Linked DNA regions of Mus musculus: region 2 is linked to region 1. A link is a contact called in public Micro-C data. All regions are on one chromosome and are shown on one strand. Each heading gives the region's core, a stretch centred on a gene start, on an enhancer-like site or on the middle of the called end of the contact. The rest is flanking DNA. Distances are from core to core; before and after follow the strand shown. Region 1 holds the start of Coq5 (coenzyme Q5 methyltransferase). Region 2 overlaps Msi1 (musashi RNA-binding protein 1).

What was found. A called contact is a pair of places that touch in the nucleus more often than the background predicts.
Region 2: a Micro-C map of stem cell-derived motor neurons shows a contact between it and region 1, with 2.2 times the contacts expected there. The contact joins the enhancer-like site here to the promoter of Coq5 in region 1. A contact is called at or near these places in 17 of 39 promoter capture datasets (3T3-L1-derived adipocytes, the C10 cell line, the HPC-7 cell line and 11 more), 5 of 15 datasets of contacts at CTCF or cohesin (the G1E-ER4 cell line, embryonic stem cells, pro-B cells and 1 more), 54 of 484 Hi-C or Micro-C datasets (the C10 cell line, ECoMG myeloid progenitors, the G1E-ER4 cell line and 30 more), 25 of 115 datasets of contacts at active chromatin or transcription factors (the SCID.adh cell line, astrocytes, cardiomyocytes and 14 more) and 4 of 9 other capture datasets (adipose tissue, embryonic stem cells, liver and 1 more).

What each region holds. Positions count from the first base shown.
Region 1 is chr5:115,276,701-115,282,858 of GRCm38.p6, forward strand. Coq5 (coenzyme Q5 methyltransferase) reads left to right here and starts at 3,002. Exons shown (of 7, transcript NM_026504.2): 1 at 3,002-3,214. The coding sequence starts at 3,013.
Region 2 is chr5:115,448,320-115,454,477 of GRCm38.p6, forward strand. Msi1 (musashi RNA-binding protein 1) reads left to right here. Exons shown (of 15, transcript NM_008629.2): 12 at 1,896-1,964; 13 at 2,468-2,655; 14 at 3,138-3,201; 15 at 5,507-6,158. The coding sequence ends at 3,179. Among named protein-coding and RNA genes, the nearest start is that of Pla2g1b, 15 kb to the right of the region's middle. Within about 2 kb of position 2,587, at least 8 of the 459 cell types and tissues checked have an H3K27ac peak or open chromatin away from gene starts, as enhancers often do. A contact at or near this core is called in rod photoreceptor and stem cell-derived motor neurons, where this site is marked.

The sequences.
Region 1 (6,158 bases), core at 1,752-4,251:
GCAGACTGCCCTTCTTTTGTTTTGTTTTTAAGACAAAGTCTCGCTATGTAGCCAAGGCTGGCCTCCTACTCTTAATATTCTTGCCTTGGCCTCCCAAATAATGATCTCTAGTAGTTCTTGTTTGGTTTTATGCTTTTGTTTGTATGTGGCGAGGGATAGTAGGTATTGAATCTAGACATGCTTGGACATGCTAGGCAAAGATTATACCTCAGTCTGTTTCCTACTTTTTATTTTGAGACGGGGCTCACTGTGGTGTCAGAGCTAACCTAGAATTTGGAATTATCCCGCCTCAGCATCCCAGCTCAAGTAGCTGGGGCTACAGAGCTTCACCATCAAGTCTAGGACTCGTTATTCTTCACAGTTACACACACACACACACACACACACACACACACACACACTTTTTTGTGTGTCAACTTGACACAAGCTGGAATTATCACAGAGAAAGGAGCCTCCCTTGAGGAAATGCCTCCATGAGATCCAGCTGTAAGGCATTTCTCAATTAGGGATCAAGATTAGTGGAGGGTCCATTGTGGATGGGGCCATCTCTGGGCTGGTGGTCCTGGGTTCTACAAGAAAGCAGGCTGAGGAAGTCATGGGGAGCAAGCCAGTAAGCAGCACCCCTCCATGGCCTCTGCATCAGCTCCTGCCTCCAGATTCCTGCCCTGTGTGAGTTCCTGTCCTGACTTTTTGGTGGTGAACATCTATGTGGAAGTGTAAGCTGAATAAACCCTTTGCTTTCTTGGTCATGATGTTTGTGCAGGAATAAAAACCCTGACTAAGACACACACACACACACACACACACACAGAGAGAGAGAGAGAGAGAGAGAGAGAGAGAGAGAGAGAGAGAGAGAGAGAGAAGAGCATGCTTCAGTTGGAAAATGTAGTGTGATGTCCAGAAGGAACAGCTAAATCCCAAGGTCTACTCTGACACACAACAGAAGTACAGCAAGTTCTAAAATACTGTGGTGAAACTTTATTTCACAGAATGAAGACACGAGAATGCTAAGTGTGTGGATGAATAATTTCTTCCTTCTGTCATTGATAAAAATGGAAGCGAGGGGCAGAGGATCCCAGTGCAGGAGGTGTCCATCTGTCAGGATATACTGAATGGAGAAGACACTCTTCATTTAAAATTTCTTTCTTAGGATCCTTGGCATCTTCTCCTTGTGAAATATTTACAGAAAATATACATTTAAAAGGGATTTAAAACAGAAACATTCAAGCAGAATTCAGCAATCTCTATACTTGCCTTTGGACAAGATGTTCTGTAATATGTTATCTTGACCATAAAAAAAAATCAATTTTTTTTGTTTTGTTTTTTTGAGACAGGGTTTTTCTGTGTAGCCCGAGCTGTCCTGGAACTCACTCCATAGAACAGGCTGGCCTCAAACTCAGAAATCTGCCTACCTCTGCCTCCCAAGTGCTGGGATTAAAGGCATGCGCCACCACTGCCTGGCTTCAGTTTAAAAAAATTTTTAAAGGCCCTGTGTAGTGATACAGGCCTTTAATCCCACCTACCAGGAAGATCAAAAGTTCAAAGCCTGTATCTAGGTGACAAAGTGAGTTCAAGGCCTTGCCAACTTAGTGAAATGCTATCTCAACATAAAAGATAAGAGCTGGCAAGGTGGCTCAGTAGATCACAGTGCTTTAGTTGTAAGCCTGAGGATGTGAGTTCAATTCCCAGGGCCATGGAGAACTGACCCCTGAAAGTCATCTCCTGACCTCCACACATGGATCTTGGCATGTGCACGCCTACGTGTGAGAACACGCGTGCATGCACACACACACATCAAAAAGACACAATTTATTTAATTATTATTTATTTATTTTAAAATTAAATATACTACCAGTTGGTGGTGGCACACACCTTTGATCCCAGCAGTTGGGAGGCAGAGGCAGGCAGATTTCTGAGTTCCAGGTCAGCCTGGCCTACAGAGCAAGTTCCAGGACAGCCAAGGCTACACAGAGAAACCCTGTCTCATAAAACAAACAAACCAAAATTAAATACATTTAAAAGGCACTCGGGTAGAGTTTAGTGTCACAGCACTGTTCAAGTGTGCACTAGAACCTGCACACCATTCCAGATGCCACTAAAACGATGTGGGAGGAGTTCAGGCTTGTGCTGTCTGACTTAACCAGGCATGTTATGAGTTCAAGTACACTCTGGACTAGGTAAACTAGTTCCAGCTTTAAAAAATATATATATTCACATGAGGCACACACAGGGGGGTTGACTCATCAGTTATAATGCTTGTCACCAGCACCCAAATCCTTATGCTCATTCACCTAAAACTACAGTTTTAAGATATCTGACATCTCTGGGTTCCACAGGCAGCTGCACTCACGTTCACATACATCCACAGACACACAAGTGTATATACTTTACTTTAGATGTATGTTTGTATGTGTACATATATGTATACACACACATATGTATACACACACATATACATACATACACATATATGTATGTGTGTATATACATATACATATATACACATATATGTATGTGTGTATATACATATACATATATACACATATATGTGTATACATATATATATATTTTTTTTTCAAATCATGTAATTTTGATCTTTAACTTACAACATGCCTCAATTTCACCCAGTTCCTGCACCAGAAAACAAAAGTTGCAGGGCATGAGGGAGCACACTCCAGCACTTGGGTGGATTTCTGCGAGTTCCGGGCCAGCCTGGTCTATTCAGTTGTCTTTTCCATAGTAGTCTTTAGTCCTAGCTAACAGGATGGAAATATGGCCGCTGAAATATAATTAGGGCCTCTGTCTGAATTCTGCTTATTCCTGCTAAACTCTAGATTCAGTCAGGGAACACAGGAAAGGCTTTCAGGTTTCCAAATCCTAAACCAGGAGGACTCCTTAAAAAAACAGGCGTTTGGGGGTGCGTTCCACTAATGTGTCTCCTGTCGGCCGCCGTCACCCGGCTGGTGACGCAACCCGACGTTCTCCCCGCCCCGCGGTCGCCGGGGTGTCACGATGGCGGCGCCCAGGTGCTGCGTTCTATGGCGCGTCTGCGGCCGCGGGTGGTGGCGAGCCACGGGACACTGCAGGCTCCCCGGGTGTCATAGATCCTGGCCATGGGCCACGCTGGGAACGCGGTCCTTGTCCCAGGAGAAGCGAGCCGCGGAAACGCACTTCGGGTTTGAGACCGTGTCGGAAGGGGAGAAAGGAAGCAAAGGTGACAGAGGGCGCGAGGGTGGATGGAGGGACCTGTCGGGCTCCTGTTCGGGTTCCTTTTCTCACTGAGGGTTGATTGGATGCCCTGTCGGCCCCGGAGCTGTGTTCCTTACTGTCCTGACTTCCCAGACCCAGCTTCCCTTTCGGGGACTCATTTGCTGTCACTGCCACTGCAGCCATTTGAGACGCTGCCCCCGGCGACGCGCCCCCTTTTGTCAGGGTCTCTCTGTGTCACCTTGACTGCCCTGGAGCTGTCCAGGATGGCCTCGAACTCACAGAGATGCACCTGCCTGTGCCTCTGCCTCTGGAGCGCTGCCATTAAAGGCTGTGCGCCACCAAACCCGGCTTTTCCCTCTTTGAAGCACAGCATGACCCTTTACGCTCGTCAACTGCGAGATTGTCCTATACGTATGCCAGGTGCCGTGTACAGATTTTCCCCCCACCCATTTCTCACTTCAGTTTCCCACTAGTGACTGTTGTTACTACTTTTCTGAGGGAATATAGGGTTAAGGTTAAGCTTGCACTATTTAAAATGGTAGCCAGGAGCTGGGACTGTGGCACAATTGGTCGAGTGCTGCTGGCCTGTCACTTCCTGCGGCTCAGTTTCATCCCCAGCACCTCATAATTTGTGTGGTGGTGTAAACTGTGTTCCCAGCACTTGGCAGGTGTGTGGGGGAAGGTTACAAGTACAAGGTAATTCTCTTACTGTACTGTGAATTTGAAGCCAGCCTCAGACAGAGAGATACTGCCTCCACAAAGATAAGTATAAACTTGTAAGTTAGAAGAGTAACTACTTGTCTAACACAGAATTTACATCCTTATTTTCTTACTAAAGAAAGACACTAAAAAAAGAAAAAAAAAAAAAAAAAAAAAGCCGAGCACTTGGGAGGCAGAGGCAGGCGGATTTCTGAGTTTGAAGCCAGCCTGGTCTACAAAGTGAGTTCCAGGACAGCCAGAGCTACACGAGAAACCCTGTCTCAAAAAACCAAAACCAAACCAAAAAAAAAAAAAAAAAGACGCTATCCCCTCCTTTTAAAAACACACGCTCACACATAGTTCAGGGCCATCCTTGCCTACATAGAGAGTTCCAGGACAATCAGAGTTACACTATGAAACCCTGTCTCCAAGAAAAATAAAACATCAGAACTGTCTGACACATACAGTGCCATGCATTCAGGAGGCCTGGGGTAGGATCACAAGTTCAAAACCTTTCCTAAAAAACAAAACCAAAAAACAACAAACAAACTAAACAACGAAAACAACTGCTTAGCAGCTACAAGCACTTCAGTCCTAGCATTCACATGATTGTTCACAATTGTCTATAACAGCAAGACGTTTGACTCCTTTAGGGTAGAGTCACTCTTGCACAGGGATCGCCTAAGACCATCAGAAAATCCAGTTATTTACATTATGACTCACAACAGCAGCAAAACTACTGTTATGTACTTATGAATTAGCAATGAAAATAATTTTGTGATTGTGGGTCCCCACAACATGAAGAACTGAACTAAAGGGTCAGCATTTAGAGGTTGAGAACCACAGACTGTAACCTGTTCCAAGGAATCCGAAGGCCTCTTCTGGCCTCCATGGGCACACATGTGGCACCCAGACATACATGCAGGCAAATACTCAACACGCATAAAATAAAAATTAATATATTTTTAAAAGTCCAACAGATGGGATTTCACTAACATTTTTACAGTTCTTAATTTTGGTTTAAAATTTTAAATCCTAAGAAAAATTACAGTTTTGAGGGGAATCATATTGTTTTATTTTTGTTTTAAAATGTAACAGGAGTGATGTGAACACTTTTTCCCTCATTATGGAGCTTAGGGTAGTGATCAAGCATGCTTCCTGTGGCTTGGCAGATTCACCCCTTTCTAAGCTTTCATTTCGAGTGTGGAGAGGTAGCCTGGTCAGCTTCTAGCCTCGTTGCTTTCAACATCAGGAAATACCTTCAAGAACCTCTTGAATGGAAATTGGAAAAAAATTCTATTCTATTTGTATGTTGTGTGTGTGTGTGTGTGTGTGAGTGTGTGTGTATGTTGTGTGTGTGTGTGTGTGAGTGTGTGTATGTTGTGTGTGTGTGTGAGTGTGTGTGTATGTTGTGTGTGTGTATGTGAGTGTGTATATGTTGTGTGAGTGTGTGTGTGTGAGTGTGTGTATGTTGTGTGAGTGTGTGTGTGGGTGTGTGGGTGTGAGTGTGTGTGTATGTTGTGTGTGTGTGGGTGTGTGTATGTTGTGTGAGTGTGTGTGTGTGTGTGAGTGTGTGTATGCTGTGTGAGTGTGTGTGAGTGTGTGTGTGTGTGTCTGAGGGCTCTGTGAGAGCAGAAGACTACTCGCAGGTGTCAGTTTTCTCCTTTGCCATGTGAGTCCTGTTCCCCCAAACTCACATCTTCAGGCTTGAAGTGCTCTACCCACTGAGCCATTTCTCTGTCCCTATGAGTTTTATTTCCTGCCACTTCTTCCTCTGAAACACCTTGAACCCGACTGGCACAACCCTTCTGCCTCCCCTAGGTCAGAGAGTTCACCCTCACTCACAGGACTCCTCTGCTGCGTCCCCCTCTTCCGCATGCCACCGCACTGGCAGGGGTCAGTGCTCTTTGTGGCTGTTCTCATTTGCTGGGCTCTTATTCGCCGCAGTGCTGGGGATTAAGTCCCGGGCTTCCTCATCCAGTCATGATCTATGCCCTCATTCCCTTGCTCTCTCCCTTCTTGTTGCTCAGTTTCCTCTTTCAGTTCTTTAGTATGCAACCTGGGTTTAGAAGTATTGTGCTGTGGCCTGAGTATAAACTGTCTATAAAGCAGATGACGTAACTGGTCACTGGTTAGTACACACCCCTATGCTTTCCTTTCTGTTTTCTTTTTTTTTTTCTTGACAGGGTTTCTCTGTGTAGCCTTGGCTGTCCTGGGACTCACTCTGTTGTCCAGACTGGCTTCTTACT
Region 2 (6,158 bases), core at 1,337-3,836, 170 kb after region 1:
CAGAGGGGCCCATGGACTCCAGCCTCTCCAGCCCTTTTGGAATGTGTCGCCTGAACTTTTTTTCCTGGCTTGGAACGGAGATCAGAGTATTTCTTTTATGTGTTCGGTACATATTTATTGTGCCGATGCTTGGCCAGGCACTGGGGTGGAAGGTTAAGGGGGCACAGACACAGATAAGGTCCCCCACCCCACAGGAGCTGGTTCCTAACAGAGGCGCATGGATTAGTTAAGTAAATGGAAGATCCCTGGGAAGATAAAACAAAAGCTGAGCTGAGTGGCTAGGGCGTCAAGCTGGTGGAAGGACTAAACAGAGAAGGAGAAGCCAGGGGGCAGAGTCTCAGTGAGAAGAAGCCAGTTGGATGGCCGGTTACAAAAAGGAGAATCCAAGCCTCAGACGCCACAGTGTCACGGGTTTGGGTCTCCTGCAGGACAGCTTGGCTAAAGATTTTCAGGGAATGGACAGTTGTGGAGTGTTGCGTTTATCTGGTAGTCTGCTTATCTCATATGCACAGAGGCCTGACAGATATGCAGCACTGTATATATAGTACCAGTCAGTTACAATGGAACATGGCTATATCCCAGCCCTTGTGAGTTGGAAACAGGAGAATTGGAAGTGAGTTTGAGACCAGCCTGGGCTACACATAACAAGGCCTTGTCTCAAAAAGACCAAAAACAAAAAACAAAAAACAAAAAGTAGAGGATAGTGCAGATATTTATTAAGGACCTACTGTATACAGAACTGCAGAATAGAAACAGGAAGACAAGCTGGTCGTGGTGGTGCACGCCTTTTATCCCAGCACTTGGAGGGCAGAGGCAGGTGGATTTCTGAGTTCGAGGCCAGTCTAATCTACAGAGTGAGTTCCAGGACAGCCAGGACTAACACAGAGAAACCCTGTCTCGAAAAAAACAAAACAAAACAAAAAAACAAAAAGAAAGAGGAAGACAGAAGAGGGGCTGAGGGACTTGGAAGGGACACTGGTCATTTTTAGCCTGGTGGTCAGGGAGGCCCTAAGGACCGTGAGGACACACAGCACACACAGCAGCAGGACTTAGCAGAGCTGGGACCTCAGTGGCTCTGTAGCTCTCTGTCCTCAGGCGGGTCCTGCTTAGAGGCAGTGAGCCTGACTTCTGTGCCCAGGGCCAGCCAATAACCAGTTCTGAAAAGGAGCAGAGACCAGCAGAGTCAACTAACCTGGTCTCTTGGGGCTCTCAGAGTTCTCAACCATCAACCAAAGAGCAAACCCCGGGCTGGACCCAGGCCTCCCCATCATATGTAGCAGACTTGTGGCTTGGTCTTCATGTGGGTCCCAAACAACTGGAACAGGGGTGCGGATATCCCAAAAGCTGTTGTGTGTCCGTGGGTTACGTTCTTCTAGCTGGGCTGCCTGTCTGGCCTTAGTGGGAAAGGAAGTACCTAGCCTCACAAAGAGTTCAAGTGACAGGGTGGGGGGATACTCTGGACGGGGGGGGGGGGTCTCACCCACTCAGAGGAGTAGAGAGAAGATGAGGTTGTGGGAGGGGACAGTGAGCGGGATGTAAAGTGAATATGTTAAAAATAAATAAATAAATTTTAAAATGAAAAGAAAACCTAACCCCCCAGCCCCAGGCCCCTTGTAGCCAGACAGCCATTGTCCTGTCCTGTGGAGAAAGTACTGATGTCTTACCCACAGCGGGTCAGGAATATTACTCAAGTGTGTCCTAGGATCTGGTATGGAGACTGAGGCGCAGCTGCTCCCTGGGATGCATTAGGTCGGGGTGCAGAATGGCTGTCCAACCTGTCTGTGCTTTGACACCCCCCCCCCCCGCCTCCACTCGAGGCCTAGGTGGGAGAAGCGCTACCAGACGGTAGGGTCCTTTCTCCTCCTCCAGCTCAGTGCACGCCCTTTGTCTTCCAGCTATCCCTCTCACGGCTTATGGGCCCATGGCGGCGGCAGCGGCGGCGGCAGCTGTAGTTCGAGGGACAGGTAGGCCTTCTGGGAAGGGGGCACAGGGAGGGGACGGAGGAGTCCAGAGGGGTTTGTTTACCACACAAGTATTCACTGAATTGAGTGTATGAGCCAGCCAAGAGTGATGCTGTGTCCCCCAGAGCATACAAGCTGCTGGGTGTCCGAGTGCAGACGGTCATGACCCTGCCGCTCTGGGGACATTGGGCACTAGAAGAGTTGTCAGCTGCTGCTTTAAGAAAGGCTGAGGAAGGGCTTACAGGAGGAGAATGAAGGAAGGAACAAGGGTTGTTGTAGCCCAGGGGGACAGCCAGTTTGGGCAGTGGGCCAACAGAGTATCAAGCAACAGTGACATAGGCCAGCCTTACAGAGGTCACACGGGACATGACGGGAGCCAGAGCGATCTCCAGGGGGTGGGGGTGGGGGTAGTCTCTGGTCCAGGGCTGGGTGGGAGGGAATTGGAGCGGGTGTGTGGGGTGGCCTTGGGCACCCGGGCTATCACTCTGTTCTTTCTGGGTTGCCAGGCTCTCACCCCTGGACGATGGCTCCCCCTCCAGGTTCCACTCCCAGCCGCACAGGGGGCTTCCTAGGGACCACAAGCCCCGGCCCCATGGCTGAGCTCTACGGGGCAGCCAACCAGGACTCCGGGGTCAGCAGTTACATCAGCGCCGCCAGCCCCGCCCCCAGCACTGGTTTCGGCCACAGTCTTGGGGTGAGTGGCCAGGCCGGAGGGCCTCCACCTCACCCCCTTCACGCTGGGAGATGTCTGAAGCTGCGGGAGGGAGCGGCCTTGTCTAACTTGGGGAGGGGCGAGCGGGGCTTGAGGGAGGGTGACAGGAAGAAAGTATCCACAAGGACTAGAGGGTGTCCTGTGATAAGCTGTATCCTGGACTCTGTCCAGCGGCCCCAGAATGCTGTACAAATGCATTGCCATCTCCTTTCTGTGTGGTCAGAGTCCAGCTCAGGAGCATCCCAGTTTTAACCAGGGAACTGGCTCTACACAGGTCCCCAGGCCCCGCCTTGCACACAAGTAGATCTGTGCCCCGTTAGCCGATCTGTACCGGGGCAACCCGTGCCAGCCAGAAGAACCTGTGTCTCACCATAGGGGTCCCACAGGGATAGCAGGAGCCCCCCCCCCCACGGTTTGCCTGAATGCAACCCAGGATCCTCGGAGTCTAACTCTTTTCTTTTCAGGGTCCCTTGATTGCCACAGCCTTCACCAATGGGTACCACTGAAACAGGGAGGAGGTAGCAGGAGGTGAGGAGATGGGGGGATGTGGGGGGCACTGGGCCGCCAACCCTCAGCTATGCTATCTCGAATGCCAGCCCCATCTCCACTTCATAGAGTTCCCAGACCACGACAAGAGGGGGGCCTGGATGCCAGCAGTGGCCAGCAGGCACGAGAGAAGATGCTTAGCCTGCCACAGTCCAATTTAAGTTAAGCCAGGCATGGTGGCACATTGCCTGTCTATAATCTGAGGCCAAGGCAGGAGGATTACTTTGAATTCTAGACCAGCTAGGGCTACAGAGTGAGGCTCTGGGGGAGATGTGTGAATTGGTAAAGTACCCGCTTAACCAACAAGGACCTGAGTTCAGACCCCTAGACCCCCAGAAAGATGAGCACAGCGGCCCGGACCTGGGACCCACAGCACTGACAGGTGGCTGGGTCCCTGATGCTCACTAGCCAGCCATTTAGCCCACGTTCCCTGGGAGTACCTGTATCAAAAAGTCAGACTGGAGAAGGCAGTTGCCATCAATCTCTGACCTCCACGTGCAGGTACACACACGTGTACTTATATCCTCCCGTATACATACATACAGTACACACATCTACACAAATAACGTTTATACATTAGCCCTGAACACGGAAGGCAAAGGCAGGTAGATTACAAAGTCAAAGCCAGATTGGGCTACAAAGTGAGCTGCCAGTCAGCCTGATGTGCATAACAAGACCCTGTGTTAAAAAGCTGAATATTAGCGAGGCAAGGCGGTGATGGTGGTAGTGGTGGTGGTGGCGGTGGCGGCGGTGTTGGTGGTGTTACACGCCCTTAATCCCAGCACATGGGCGGCAGAGGCAGGAAGATCCCCTTGAATTCGAGGCCAGCCTGGTCTACAGAGTGAATTCTAGGACAACCAGGGCTACACAGAGAAACCCTGTCTCAAAAAACAAGATCGAGAGAAAAGAAACAAAATATTAAATAATATGTAAATGAAATACTAATTAATCATATAACATTGGACTGACAAAGATTTGTTCTTTTATTTTTGTTTTGTTTTATTTTTTACAATTAATGACACCCAACATTGCTCTCTGTGTAAACTGGCTCCAAGTTCCCAAGGGTCAGTGTTATGTGTGGAGATTTTTAATTTGTGCTGCCATTGAACCCAGGCAGGGCTTTGCATGCCTGGCATGATCTATACTGAGCTTTACCTGCGAATGTGTATGCCCACTCTGTGTGTGTGTGTGTGTGTCCTGCTGAGGCCAGAGGAGGGTATCAGAGCCTCTGCAGCTGGAGTCAGAGGCAGTCGCGAGCCGCCATGCAGGTGCTGGGGACCCAGGTCCTGATTGATCTACAGAGCAAGTTCCAAGCCATCCAGCGATGCACAGAGAGACCCTGTCTCAAAAAAGAAAGGGGGAGGGGAGGAGGAAAAGGAGGAAGAGGAAGAAGAGTTTAGCTAGACAGAATATACGGCTACTGTAGGAAATTAGACAGCTTATACAATAGGATATAAATTAGGCTTACATGTGTAATCCCAGCACTCAAGAGGCTGATGGTGGAGGAGTGCCACAGGCTTGAGTCCAGCCCACAACACACACAGTAAATCTTCTTAAAGGTGTAAAAATACCTGGGTCCTGGAGAGCTGGTTCAGTGGTAGAGAATGCATACGACTCTTGAAGAGGGCTGAATTCACATCAGGCGGCTCAAAACCTGTAACTCTAAGCCCCTGGGAATCCAACAGTGCTCTCTCCTCTCCACAGGCTCCTCCATCCTTGTGCGTGCGTGTGTGCGCACGCGCACACACAAACACACACACCTCCCTCAGCCTAAAAGGGCATGCACCACCACGCCCGGCAGTAAACATAGTTGAACACATAATAATAAATAATAATGAGGGGTATGAAAACATAAGAATAAAACTAACATGAGATACTTTCAAATAGTTTACAAGGTGCCGTTTTCTGTGGGGTTCAGGGGCTTGAGAGATGGCTCAGTGGTTAAGAGCACTGACCGCTCTTCCAGAGGTCCTGAGTTCAATTCCCAGCAACCGCATGGTGGCTCACAACCATCTGTAATGCGATCTGATGCTCTCTTCTGGTGTGTCTGAAGACAGCTACAGTGGACTCATGCATAAAATAATGAAATCTTCAGGGGACTCAGATAAAGCTTTTCAGGGAACAGAAATCGAGCTATTCAAGATCTGGGGAAAGTGCCCAGTGTCGTCCCAACATGTAACAGGAAGTGCAAAATCTGAACAAAATTCATCTAGAAAGAAAGGGGTTGGGAAAGACAGCGGGCATGCCTGTTCTGCGGGGTCCCACACTATCTTACTTTGTCTTTCAGCGCCCCAGCCTGCAGCTGACTGAGGACCAGACTGAGCCAGCAAGGGGATTGGGACACCTCCGCCGCAGCAGCCCAGCCCCTTGGCTGCCACTTGGACCGCTACTGCCTGTCCCTCAACCCCTGGGCCCAGCCCCCTCATGTCTGGCTCCCCTACTAACCTCCTGTTCAGACCTTGTCTCTTCTCTCGCTCCCACCTGCCTCTCTCCCTGGTCGCTTTTATTTATTTTTGGATTAGCCAGTTGCCCTACCCCCACACCAGATCTGCCCTCTCCTCCGGTCTGCCCCATCCCTCCCTGCTGCCCCCTTTAGGGCACCCCCCCCCCAGAAAGGCATAGCTGGAGGGCGGGCAGAGGGGGCCTGCTGCAGACTGAGGCCCCAACCCGGTTTTTTTGTTTGATTTTTTTAATTCTGGCTTTTCCCTCTTTTTGCTCTTTACTTTTTTTTTTTTAAGAAACTGTTTTTAAACTATTTCTAGGTTTGTGAATGTGAAGCCCCAGGCCGCAGGGGGCCAGGGGCCAGGTGCCCCCCACACCAGCTGAGTGTCTGTGGGTGTGGGTTCCTGGCCTTCTCCCTCCCAACCCTGGAGAGGAGGGCAGGGCTGCGGGGTAGGCCAGGCCGAGCCCCTGGAGCCACCCCGTCCTGTATCATATGT